2 separate regions of the Muntiacus reevesi genome follow, and region 2 is linked to region 1. A link is a contact called in public Hi-C data. All regions are on one chromosome and are shown on one strand. The core of a region is the stretch at or near the end of the contact, and the rest is flanking DNA. Distances in the headings are between cores, read along the strand shown.

Evidence for each region. Hi-C and Micro-C count contacts between places; a contact is called where the count stands out from the background.
Region 2: a contact with region 1 is called in a Hi-C map of blood, with 2.3 times the contacts expected there. The contact joins the promoter of OXSR1 here to the promoter of PLCD1 in region 1. A contact is called at or near these places in 2 of 3 Hi-C or Micro-C datasets (blood and muscle).

Annotation. Positions count from the first base shown.
Region 1 is chr4:71,186,617-71,192,820 of mMunRee1.1, forward strand. It overlaps PLCD1 (phospholipase C delta 1), which reads right to left and starts at 2,336. Exons shown (of 15, transcript XM_065933002.1): 1 at 2,157-2,336. The coding sequence starts at 2,190. DLEC1 (DLEC1 cilia and flagella associated protein) reads left to right here and starts at 5,561. Exons shown (of 38, transcript XM_065933003.1): 1 at 5,561-5,584.
Region 2 is chr4:71,331,410-71,337,613 of mMunRee1.1, forward strand. OXSR1 (oxidative stress responsive kinase 1) reads left to right here and starts at 3,587. Exons shown (of 18, transcript XM_065933005.1): 1 at 3,587-3,947. The coding sequence starts at 3,878.

The DNA of each region.
Region 1 (6,204 bases), core at 1,086-3,585:
GTACAAAAAAGTTTAAGATCAGTGTGGATCAGTGTGTGTCCGTGTTGTGTGGGCCTGGAATCCCAGGGACAGACATGTTGGAAACAATCGAGGTGGGTCGGGGGTTGCAGAGGGGACAAAGGCAGTTAAGGGAGGTAATTTTGGGTGATGAGCTAGAAGCAGCAGGGCCTCCAGGGGAACAGCTTTGGATTGCAGGGTTCGTGCCAGCTCCGCAGGAAGGGCTGGGCAGTCAGGCACTTGAGAGGCAGGTCTCAGACAGGATGGGCCAGGGCTGCCAAGCCCATGCCACAAGACTGGGAGGTGCTAACTGAGACTCGGTGCGGCTCCCTCTTCAGGCAAGATACTAGGGCTGCCTAGAAACAGAGGCTCCTGGAGAAGGGAATGGCAACCCAATCCAGTATTCTTGCCTGGAGAATTCCATGGACAGAGGAGCCTGGTGGGCTACAGTCCAGGCTACAGTCCACGGGGTCACAAAGAGTTGGACATGACTGAGTGACTAAGCGCACACACACACACACACACACACACACACACACACACACTGAAAGAGACTGGACAAAGGCACAGAGGCCAGAGGCTGGAGCCCATCCCGTGATCTGAGGCTGCAGCTGTGTCAGAGGCCACCAGAGGGCTTATAGGACGTCTGAGTGTGAAGTGGGCGCGGAGGAGGTGGCAGTCTGCAGGATAGACAGCACTAGCTAAAGGATGATGAGAGAGAAACAGAGGTCTCTACTGTGATCCTCTGAGCTGCCCAGCCTCCCTGCCAGTCTGGAGGAGCACTAAGGATACCTCTGTCCTGAGGGAAGAAGAGGGGGCACTGGAAAAGGCAGGGATCCCACGGCCCAGCTGGAAGAGTTTGCCCTGAGAGCCCAGACAACTGGTATGAGGGTAACAGCTCTGGGCACTGAACAAGGTCCCTCTGGGCCATGGGGCCCAGGTCTGAGCCAATCAGGAAACATGAGACAGACTGGGTACTGGCTGAAATGAACATCTGAGTCTCCCTGAGTTCCAGGGGGTCTCTAGTGGACAACTGGAGGGCTCTGCCTTTCCCCTTCCCATCTATTACTTCCACTGCCAGCACAGAAATCATGGTCTAGATGGATAGTTTCCTTGATTTAGACCATCCAGCATGGTTTAGATGGATAGGTGGTGGGCACTAATCTCTTGGACTCCAGGGGTACTAGAAAACAGGGAGATTGACTTAAGCAGTGATCAGAGTGAGAGAGGCAGGGTTTGCTGCGCTGGCAGATGACCTGGGGGGCAAGAGTGTAAACAGCCCTCTAAGAGTGGGTAAGCCCCCAGACTGGCGCAAAGAGAGGCCAGGTGCAGGTTGGGGACCCCGTGCAGCTAGGACACCCCCCTCAGTCCCTGCAGTCCGGAGGCCACGGCTGCTCTCTCTTCTGGAGAGGGTGCGATAGGACAAGGAGCTTGTCCAAGACTGTTTCCCGGTCGTTCGGAAGAGACAGAGCTTGGCTGGACAAAGCTGAGAGCCACAGGCAGCTAGAGTGGAGACCCGAGCCTGTCCGGCCAGGAGGGCGCGCAGATGGGGGCGACCGGGCTGCTCTTCCCAGCCCGGGGGGCGCTGACCATGATTTCTGCGCTGGGCAGTTACTGCGGCACGGCCCCACCTCACCTCGCACACCTCCTCGCCCCGCTCTTCCCACCCCGCGTCACTCACGCGCCCGGACGCGGTCCAGGCACGCCTGTGCGCTGGGGAGCCTCTCCGGGCGGCCCGGACGGGGCGGAGAGAACTTGGGTTATTCGTGGATGTCGGTTCCTTCCCTCCTCGGCCCCTGCGAGCGCACCAGACCCTGGAGCCTAGCCTTCCGAGACCAGGATAAGGGAGGGGGTCGCCCCCAAGGCCGCGGGGCCGGGGGGTCGTCTTTAGGGAAGTCTTCAGACTCGCACACCCGTTTTCTCCCCACCGGCCGGGTCTGCGGGACAAGCCTGGAAACGCCCAGGGTCGCGCCCGGCAGTCGGGTCGAGATTTCCTCAATGCGACAAAAGGGCCGAGGGGCGGGCCCGGGGCGGGGCGGAGGGCGGCCGACGGAGCAGGGGGTCCCCCGCCCTGGGCCGGGGACGGCTTTTCGCGGGGTCGGCCCAGGAGGGGACGCCCCCGCCGCCCCCCGCTCCCCGCGAGAGGGCCGAGCACTCACCGTGCAGGGTCAGGAAGTCCCGGCCCGAGTCCATGCCCGACGGACGGCGTGGCGGGAGGGGTACGCCGCGGGACACTCGTCCGCGGCGACAGCGCAGCGGCCTCGGGTCCGAGCGGAGTGTGGTGGAGGGACCCGAATGGACTGCGGGGGGCCGGAGGCCGGAGGTGGGCCCGGGACTCCGCTCCGCCCCCCGCCCGCCCGCGCCCCCGCCCCCTGGGCCCTCCAACCCGCGCCTCTCCCCGCCCCTCCTGGGGTTTGGCTAGGAGGGCAGAGGTGGGGGCCTGGAAGCCCGGCCATCCCTGGCCCAGGCCTGTGGGCGCGTCCCGGACAGAAATAGCCAGATCCCTCTGGCTTCCTCCGCCGCCGCCACCCACAGGCCGCGGGCCCTGTCATTAGCGCCAGCGGCCGGGCCCCACGCCCTGCCTGTGGGCGCTTCGCCGGGTTACAGTGATGCGCGAAAGAATCTGCGTCCTCTTGGGACCGGGACCGCGTAACGTTCGACGCCCATCCCGGCTGGTGCAGAAGGCAGCCTTGGAGTCCAGGCGTCCATCCGCGGCTCCACGGATGTCTGCTTTCTCTTCTGCAGAATGGGTGCATGAGCTCGAGTTAGAAGGTCCTCGGAGAGGCATGCACGGATCTAGTCTGCAGAAGGGTCCCCTTCCCTCTCTCTGGGAAGTTTCTAACCCTGGGAGTGCCTTTGGCGAGGGCTGGGGCAGAAGCCATAAAACTTAAGAGTCGGTAGTTGCAGAGAACTCTCCTTTGAGCCCCTCACACCCCAAACGCCTGGCGATCTGTACAACAAAGTGGGGGACAGAACCTAGGACATCTCCAAGGTTCCTTTTTTGGGTAGCATCCGAAGGGACTGTCTGGACAAGGGGTACCCTTGCCCCTACTCCTACAATCAACTCTTGCAGTTCTAACACACTTTTTATCAAGTACCCAGAGACACCCCCCCCCCAAAGACCCAGAATCCTGCTGCCCACCAACTTTTGGGGAAGTCCTTGTGAGAGCCCCCAGAAGACCTTCCAGGATGGGGGTGGTGGTGGTGCTGAGCCCACCAGTGAATCCCCCAGGCTTCCTGGGCTGATGAAGCCAACAGTGAGAGCCTGGCAGAACCAGTTGGACCCCAGCGCCTCCCCCTCCCAGCAGAGGCAGGTCTGGGTGGCCTTGAATACCTCAGGAAGGGATGTAAGCCAGCCAGAGGCCAAGTTGTACCATCCTAATGATTGAGGCTGGGTCAGGACTTTGGAGAGCCCCCCTCTCTTGGCACGCCTCTCCTGCACAGAGAGGGCTAGCCCTTAATCCGGCACTCTCTCCAAGTGGCCTGCCCTCAGGCCTGTCCATGCCCTCCTTGCTTTCCCTTCTGCTCAATAACAAGCAAGTCCACACAAAGCCTCCCTTCGGAGCTCCAGCCTGGGGTCAAGGAGGCCGAGGGGTCCTTCTCTGTCCTCACTCTCTCCTCCAGGCCAGGATGCCTGCCTTCGGATCTGCCCTCTGGGGGTCTCCGCTGGCCTTGGGGCAAGTCCTGGGACCTCTGACATCCCCAGAGACCTGTAAGCCCCTCTGCTCAGCAGGTTATGCCTCCCCCAAGCCCTGCTCTTCCCAGGTAGCCACACCACAAAACTTAACACCAGCAGTTGGCTTGGCTTCATCGTAAGCATCATCCCTGTTTATTCATGTCACTTCCCAGCTCTGAGCCCCAAGCCTGAAACCAGGGCATGATCAGTCACCTCTCTCTCTGATGCCCCTGGTGGGGGCTGCAGCCTGGCTTTTCCTTTGCACACAGCAAACCTGTCGCACGCAGGACCTCTTCTGGTCTCTGGCTCAGGCCAGAGAAGCTGAGGCCTCCTCTGGAGCCTGGAGTTGCTGGGCCGGATGGGCATGGCTGACTCAGAGTTGGCACATGCCGCCAGGTTCAGTCAGAAAAGAGGACTGGGCCACGCCCTGCTCAGAGAAGCCAGGCTGTTGCTCTGACCTGTGGGTCAGCAGCTCCCCAAACTCTCCTCTCCTCTCCTCTCCTGTCTGCCCCTCCCTTCTACCAGGGGAAGGCATTCTACTTGATTACTTCTGCCGTGTGTAAACCTGTTCAGTGTGGGGACTGTGTGTCTGTGTGCAGAGGGGGCTGGGGTCGCCACGCAAGAGTCTTTGCATTGAATTGCAGTTGCTGGAATCTGTTCCCTCTGCCCTAAACATCCAGGGACCTCTGTGGGCCCAGCCCTGCCCAGGTGCCCAAATTACCCCCCTTAAATCCAGCTCCCAGTTACCTCTGCAGGATGCCCTGAGATCCTGGGGACTCATAGGGCTTTTGGCAGGCTCGGAGTGGCCATGCCCGCCCAGAGACGGGTTGTCTAATGGTGGACTTTCAGGTGTCTCACACCCCCAGCTGACCTCCCTGTCCCCGATGTGTGTGTGAGGGTGGGTGTAAGGGGAATTTTCTGGGATGACCTGGAGACAGGCCAGACCTACCGTCAGAGCTGGTGCCCACCTTAAGTCACTTCCCTCGGCCCCTCCCTCCACCACTACCCTGGGGAGGCAAGAGGATTAACCCAAGAATGCCAACTTTCCAGACATGCTTCAGAGTCAGCCCTGCCCAATCCCTCCCCCAGAAACACAAACTTGGATGGGTGAGGTGTGCTGGCAGCAGAGAGAGGCGGGGCGGGAGGAGTGAGACAGGCCAGAGAAGTAATGGGAACCAAGTCCTGGCCGGCCTGCTACGGGCTGCCGTTTTTACTCTGGGGAAAATGGGGAGCACTTGGACGTTTTCAAGTCAACAAGGGATGTGTTGTGATTCATGTTTTTTAATTTTTATTTAAAAGATTTTAAAATATTTTCCTGGAGTATAGTTGATTTACAATGTTGTATTAGTTTCAGGTATTCAGCACGGGTGAATCAATATTACATATACTCTTTGAGTCTTTTCCCATATAAGTCATTACACAGTGCTGAATAGAGTTCCTTGTGCTATCCAGTGGGTCCTTATTAAGTTATCTATTTTATATATATGTTATTTATATATATATGTAGTATGTATATGTGAGTCCCAATCTTTCAATTTACCCTGCCCCCACTCCACCTTCCCCTGCCCCGTAACCATGTTTGTTTTTTACACCTGTGATTCTATTTCTGTTTTGTAAATAAGTTCATTTGTACTATTTTTTAAGATTTTTTTTTTTTTTAATTTGTCTTTCTCTCCACCCCACAGCTTATAGGATCCTAGTTCCCTGACCAGGGATTGAATCTGGGTCCCCTGCAGCAGAAGCGTGGACTCCTAATCACTGGAACTCCAGGGAGGTCCCTGATTCATATTTTTTTTTTTTTTTTCCTGATTCATATTTTAAAAGAATCACTCTGGCTGCTGGTCGGGGAGTATCATGGAGGGACAGGGCTGAAGCAAGGAGGCCAGGGAAAGGGCTCTTGCATTAATTCAGGTGAGAGTGAATGGTGGGTCAGCCTCCAGTGGTGGGTGTGGAGGTCATGAGAAGTGGGAGGAGTCTGGATACATTTTGATGGGAGAGCCAGCAGGACTGAACTGCAGGGGCTGTGAAGAGTCGGGGAGGACTCTAGGTTTTTGACCTGAACCGTTGCAAGCAGGTGGTTCCCAGAAGCTGAAATGGGGAGGAGCGGGTGCTCTGTTGTGGACGCATTACATTTGAGGTAACTGCAGACAGCCAAGGTGAGATGCCAGGTACAAGATGGATGTACAAGTCTGGAGTTTTAGAGGGGGAGGTGGGCTGGAGCTAAACTCTGGGCTATACTTCAAAGCATGTTGAAAATGCCCATAAGCCTTCACATAGTTCTAACGGGAGTCTACTCTGGATAATCTTTCTAAGAGGCAATTTGACAATATCTCAAATATTAAAAAATATATATGCTTTGGCCAAGCAATTTTATTTTTATAATTTTTTTAAGGTTTGTAGTTTCTTTTTATAAAAAAAATATTTATTTATTTGGCTGCTCTGGGTCTTAGTTGTGGCATGCAGGATCCTCTTAGTTGCAGCCTGTGGGATCTAATTCCCTGACCAGGGATAGAATCTGGGCCCTCTGCCTT
Region 2 (6,204 bases), core at 2,337-4,836, 150 kb after region 1:
TTATCCTGAGATGTTCCCCATAATATGTGCTCAGTCACTATGTTGTCTGACTCTTTGTGAGCCCGTGGACTGCAGCCCACCAGGCTCCTCTGTCCATGGAATTTCCCAGGCAAGAATTATTAAAGCAGGTTGCCATTTCCTACTCCAGGGGATCTTCCCAACCCAAGGATTGAACCCATGTTTCTGGCATCTCCTGCATTGGCAGGTGGATTCTTTACCACTGTGCCACCTGGGAAGCCCTTCACATAATATACTCAAGCAATTATCATTCCTCTATCAATAAATATCTTCATTCGAGGTTGTTTCCAGTTTTTTCCTATTACAATAACACTACAATAAACATTCTAATGAAGGCTTCTAGACACATTCCACCTTTAAGAGATCATGTTACAAAAGTAGTAGGTACCTAGGAACCTGCTGCAGCTCAGTCACATATTTCCCATCTTTTGCTGAATTCAGCTTGAGTTCATCAAGCTGTCATGGTGCCAGCCTGGGCGAACATGAAGTTACTCTCTGGCTCAGAATTCAGTTTGATGTTGAGACTCTACTTTCTGCATGGACTGATTTTCCCCCCTACTATAACCTCTTACTTACCTATTTTTTTCCAGGCTCTGAGACTCTGTCACCATAGTCCAATATGTATGCCCTTGGTCCCTTTCCTGGATTTGCCGAGATGTCAGATTCTCCCCAGGCTCCAGACTCCTAGCTTGTTCATATTTTCTCTACTCATGAACTCCATTGATTTAATCAACACCATGCCCGAATATGTGTCTGTGCAGGGACTATTCTAGGTGCAGAGGTGGGAAGCACATCTATGTGAGGAATGGATGAAATGTCCTCTTACAAGAGATGACTTTATACTACATGTGACGTGTGATAATGGAGAGAGGGGGGAAAGGGGAGAGAAAGATTCAAGGAGTTTATAGTTGGTCCTGACACTGATATGGAACTGCTAAGAAAATCAACTTAGGAGACCTAAATCTGTGCTTTTCTTTACATTCAGGTTTTTCACATATGGTACACATTCATTTATAGATTTCAACTCTCTTTCATTTAAGAAGTCTATAAAACTTGAACTATTAAAGCTGTAATTACCACTTCAAGGCATCACTAGTCTTGAAATTAGTCCTTTTTCCTCTACCCTGCTGGTGCTAAAAGCAAAGGACGATGCAGGTAAACCGCTTAAAGACAACAGAGAAAGAAGAGGAAGTATGAATATAATTTCCCTCCCAGCTTCTCAGCCCAGACAGTGACTCTCAACTGATTTTACACACTGTACTTGATGCCGTCTACAGGGCTTTCCTGGTGGCTCAGTGGTCAAGAATCCGCCTGCCAATGCAGGAGATATGGGTTCAATCCCTGGGTGGGAAAGATCCCCTGGAGGAGGAAATGGCAACCCACTTCAGTATTCTTGCCGGGGAAATCCCATGAACAGAGGAGCCTGGTGGGTTACAGTCCACTGGGTCACAAAGAGTCAGACAAGGCAGAGTGACTGAGCACACAGCACACATTGCCTTTTCTCTCCTAGACTCTACTCCATGACAACAGGAACGAAGTCACCTTGTTTACCACTCTACACCCAGTGTTTATGCTAAGTGTTCTCACATGGAACATACTTCATACGCTGAGATTCTGGCCCCAAACAGCCACCCATTCCTTGCTCATTAAAAACATGAGATCTTAACAACTAACAGGCCACATGGAGAAAGTCCAGGAGATAGAGGAAATAAAATGACCAGATCTGCCGAGCAGGTTCTGGCTCAACTAAACCATCAAGCTTTCTACTTTGGAAGAAGTAGAAAACAACCCATCAACCAATGTATAAGTACCCCGATCACCAAGAATGTGGGTCAATAAACATCTTGGATTTTCACTTTTAAGTCAGTAGCTCCTTTTCACTGGGGAAAAAGAGAAGGGGAAAAGGTGGTCAAATTTCTCCCTGAAGTATATACTATTCTGCATACAATTTAAAGGCGTGCAAAAACACAAAACCCCCACAAACCTGAAGGCTGTTCATGGTTCACAAGGCCAATAAACCCAAGTTAAGAATCTCTAGTTTATGGATCTTTCTATTGTACAAATCTTGAGACCTCTAATCTTTATCATCATATTTAGCTCCTGATAGATCTGACCCCCACCCTTCACCCTGCAAAAAGAAAAACGCAACACACGGCAATAAAGCTGTCAGTAGTCAACGGCTGAAACCAATCTTTACAGTAATGCCTGTGCTATGCTTTCAAACTTGGAAACTCTGGCACTTCTCTGTGACTGGGATATTCTAGCCTCTCAATTTACACCTGTTTTATATCACATTAGCTTTTCAGGATCCCCTCCTGAAACATTCTCTAACCCCACCAAGAATGTGGAAACGTGCTAACTTGGTGGCCGCAGCTCCTAGCTGACTGCTTTGGCTTCGTGGTCGCTGGATTTCCTGCATAGGGCTTCCGGTGCCTGAAAGGGCTTGGGTGAAGATGTCTTTCATGATGACTACTATTGATCTGAAAGACATCCAACTGAGAAGACTTTCAAACCTAGCCCAATCCACGTGGCTACTCCTCACTCCATTTTACCAAAGGCTTTCAGTTTCATCTTACTGACTTCCCCAAAGGAACTAAGTGGACAACCTGAGAAAAACTGAAGTTCAATGACGTCACACAAAAGCCAAGGTCTTTGACAAGACCTCAAATCTGCTGAGCCAAATAGCACTAGCTTAATGGCCCCAGTTGCCTCAGGGAAAAAACGGCAACCTTCCAATGCCCCAAGACAGGTGATCATTTGAGCTCCAAAGCTGAGAACGGATAGAACACCTTCCCTATCCAGTAAAGTTACAGGGAAGGCCGAGCCGGGCGCTGTAGGATTAACTTCCGCCTAGAAAAAAGTGTCGTCACGATGCGAGCTTCCGGTTCCACTCTGTCCCGTGGACCGAGACCTTTTATTCCAGTTGGCAGTCGTCCACACCGCAAGGGTACCCCACCCAGCTGCTCCCTCGGGTTTCTCCACACCCTGCGGAGCCGTTCGCACGTCTCGGGGGTGTGACAGTTACGTGACGACGTCACTTGGGAGAACGGTGCAAAGCGAGTAGCGTACCCGTGATCTTGAGGGACCGGAGCCTTGTCGCGGAACAGCGCGCCGAGCGCGTGGAGGCGGGACTAATTTATGACTGACGTCCACATCCACTTACTGCCGTTCTGATTCCTTCTCAAATAAGCCAATGAATGCGACGACGGAGACGGCAACGTGCCCTCGCCGCCAGAAGTGGCTCCGCCCCCTCCACTAGGTTGCCCTTTGGTCGCCATGTTTAGTGTGGCTACTACCTCTGCTACTTTGGGCTCTTTTATGGCTTTCCGATGCCCTTGCTGAACTCCTTTCAAAGTATTTCTTTCCTTCCAATATCAAATTCGTCTTCCTTGGGCTTCCTTCTTGCTCGCTGCTTATCCAGCCACACTTGGAATGGCAGCTGGAGGCGGGGCCGAGGTGGGGGGCATGCCCGACGCGGTGACGTCAGCGCGCTGCGTGTCGGCAGGTGGAGGGAGAAGGGAAAGTTTGGCCAGTGCGTGGGGCTGAGGTGGAGGGCGGGACAGAGGGGCTGGGCCCAGGCGAAGCTCTTGTCGCTGCTGCCGTGGAGGCCGAAGCCGGGACCTGGGCCAGGGAGGGGAGTGCCGGCCGCAGAGGAGCAAAGAGGCGAGGTTCGCGGGTGCTTCGAGCCCCCCACCGCTCTGCCGCGCGGCCACCCAGCGCCAGGCGCCGTCCGACCCGTGGCTGTTCGCGAGGCGGTTGGTGGGGGCGCGGCGGCAGCGGTTGGGGGTGGGGAGAGGCGCGGCGAGGAGAAAAGAGAGGTCAGTGAGTTTGCGGGAAGACCGAGTGTCGTGCCGCCGTCATGACCGAGGACTCCAGTGCCCTGCCCTGGTCCATCAACAGGGACGATTACGAGCTGCAGGAGGTGATAGGTGAGAGCTGGCGCTGCGGAAGGGGGAGGCGCCGCGCTGCGCGGCGGGTGACACGCCGGAACGTGGGGTCCCGCGGGAGCTCGGGGAGCGCAGGACTCCCAGATATTCGTGGGCGCTCGAGTGGCCCGGGGGTTGGTAGGGCGCGTGGGTGAGGCTCGGGGTTTGTGCAGATCCTGCAAGGCGTGGAGGGGATTTTGAGAGGCGTGCCGGTGCGGCGAGGTGGGGTGGGGTCTGAGAGGCTCGTCAGAGATTTGTGTGGCGACAGATGTTTGAACCTGAGCCACAGATGTGTCTGAGAGAAAAAAGAAAAGTGAAGATGTGGGACAGGCCTTTACAAGGCGTTGCGAGGAATGGGGTATTGCAGTTGGGGGCTCGGTCATCTATTTATGGGGTGATAGGTTAAGGTGCTTCTGTTCAGTTCTGCATCCGCGTGAGAACCCCCCCGGGAAGTGCCAGGCATTGCTTGGGCGGAACTGGGGAGCCTCTCCAGATGAAGCTGCAGGTACGACACTGAGCGACGTAGACCAACTTACGACTGCTTGGAATTGACTTGCCAGCCAGGGAGGTAGACATTAAATAAGTAGGCAAATAAAAAGAATTACAGGTTTTGGCAGGTGCTAGCCAGGAAACAAGCAAGATGTTCTGAGAGAGAATAACGTGGAGACCTAGTTGGGGCCATTTCAAGGAAGATGCTTTTTCTGAGGTGTCAACATGGAAGTTGAGCGCTGAAGGATGAAAAAGAGTCTTGAGGGCAAAGGGAAGATTGTTCCTTACTGAGAGATGAGGAAATGCAAAGGCCCCAGAGAAGGGGAAAAGCTTGATGTGTTTTAGGACCCGAAAGAAGACTGGTAAGCTTAGAAAGGTAAGAGAGGAGCCAGATTTTAGGGACCTTCTCAGCCTAGGAAATTTTAAGTGTTATTGGAGGGTTCCAAGCAGAGACATGATACGATCCTATGGGTCTGGCTGTTATGTGTGGAATGGATTTGAAGGGGGTCTGGGAATACCAGCTGGCAGAGATCAAAGCTTGCACAAACATGAATTGTAATTCTCAGAGAGGCACAGTGATTGGGGGAGGGTGGGGACTGGGGATAAGGGGAGTATTTGTTGGACAACAATAATCTAGTGATCTTAGAAATCAAAAGGGAGTGGGTTTAGCTAAACAGAAGCTCGATCCAACGCACATCAGCAGACCCCTGTGTATTGGAGGAAGAAGATTGTCTGCTTTGCTAGATCAGCATCCTGTCCTAAATTAGTTTTATAACAAAGAGTGGCTGAAAACTCCTTAGCTGTTTTGGGGGTTGGGGGGAGTGACTGTTTATTGCATTGTGTCAGTGTTGAGAGAAACTTTGTCACATTTCTTTCTTTCTTTCTTTTTTTTTTTTTCCCCCTCTTGCTTCTTGTATCAAAACAAATCTGGGGTAAGATTTATGTGAAGACATCCAGTCTTTTTCCTTAAGTTGCTTCATGGATCTGGTTCTTAGTACATGCTGCATCTTTGATCTGTACTGGTTCATTCTAAAGATTGCTTCTGAGTACCTCCATCAGAATTTCATATTGAAAAAAGGAATTAAGTGGGAGACTCCAAAATGATGTCTAAAAAAGCAAGGAAAAGGGGTCTCATCATTTTAGAAGAGGAATTTTGCTTTACCTTTCTGGTAAGGTGTACGTCTTTCTAGGGTGGAGAGTAGCATTGTGGCTGTTAATGCTTTTGGTATTAAGGTGGCACAAGGGTGTAGCGCTTTAGAAACTTGTTGATTTGCTATTCTCAGACCAATAGGGTGTCTGCGAGTGAGCAAAAGGGAGGCTCAGCCCTCTGGGATAGGGTTAGTCATCTTCTCACTCCAAAAGTTAAGAACTCTCATGTGATTTGACCACCTTACTTTTAAAAACAACTTTACTCTGAGATATAATTTCACCCATTTTTTTTTTTAGTATAAAATTAACCCATTTTAAAGTGTAAAATTAAAAGATTTTAGTAAATTTATTGTGGTGCACCAATCAGTATAATCCAATTTTAGAATATTTTCATCACCCCAGTGAGAACCCTCATGCCTATTTACAGTTAATCCCTGTTCCTACCTCCAGTTTCAGGCATTCTCAAACCTTTCCAACTCCATAGATTTGCCTTTTCTGGACATGTCATGTAAATGGGATTGTATAATATATAGTGTTTTGTGTTTTGCTTCATTCACATAGAATAAAATTTTTTCATTTTTAAAAACAACTTATATATCATAAAATCCACCTGTTTTAACTG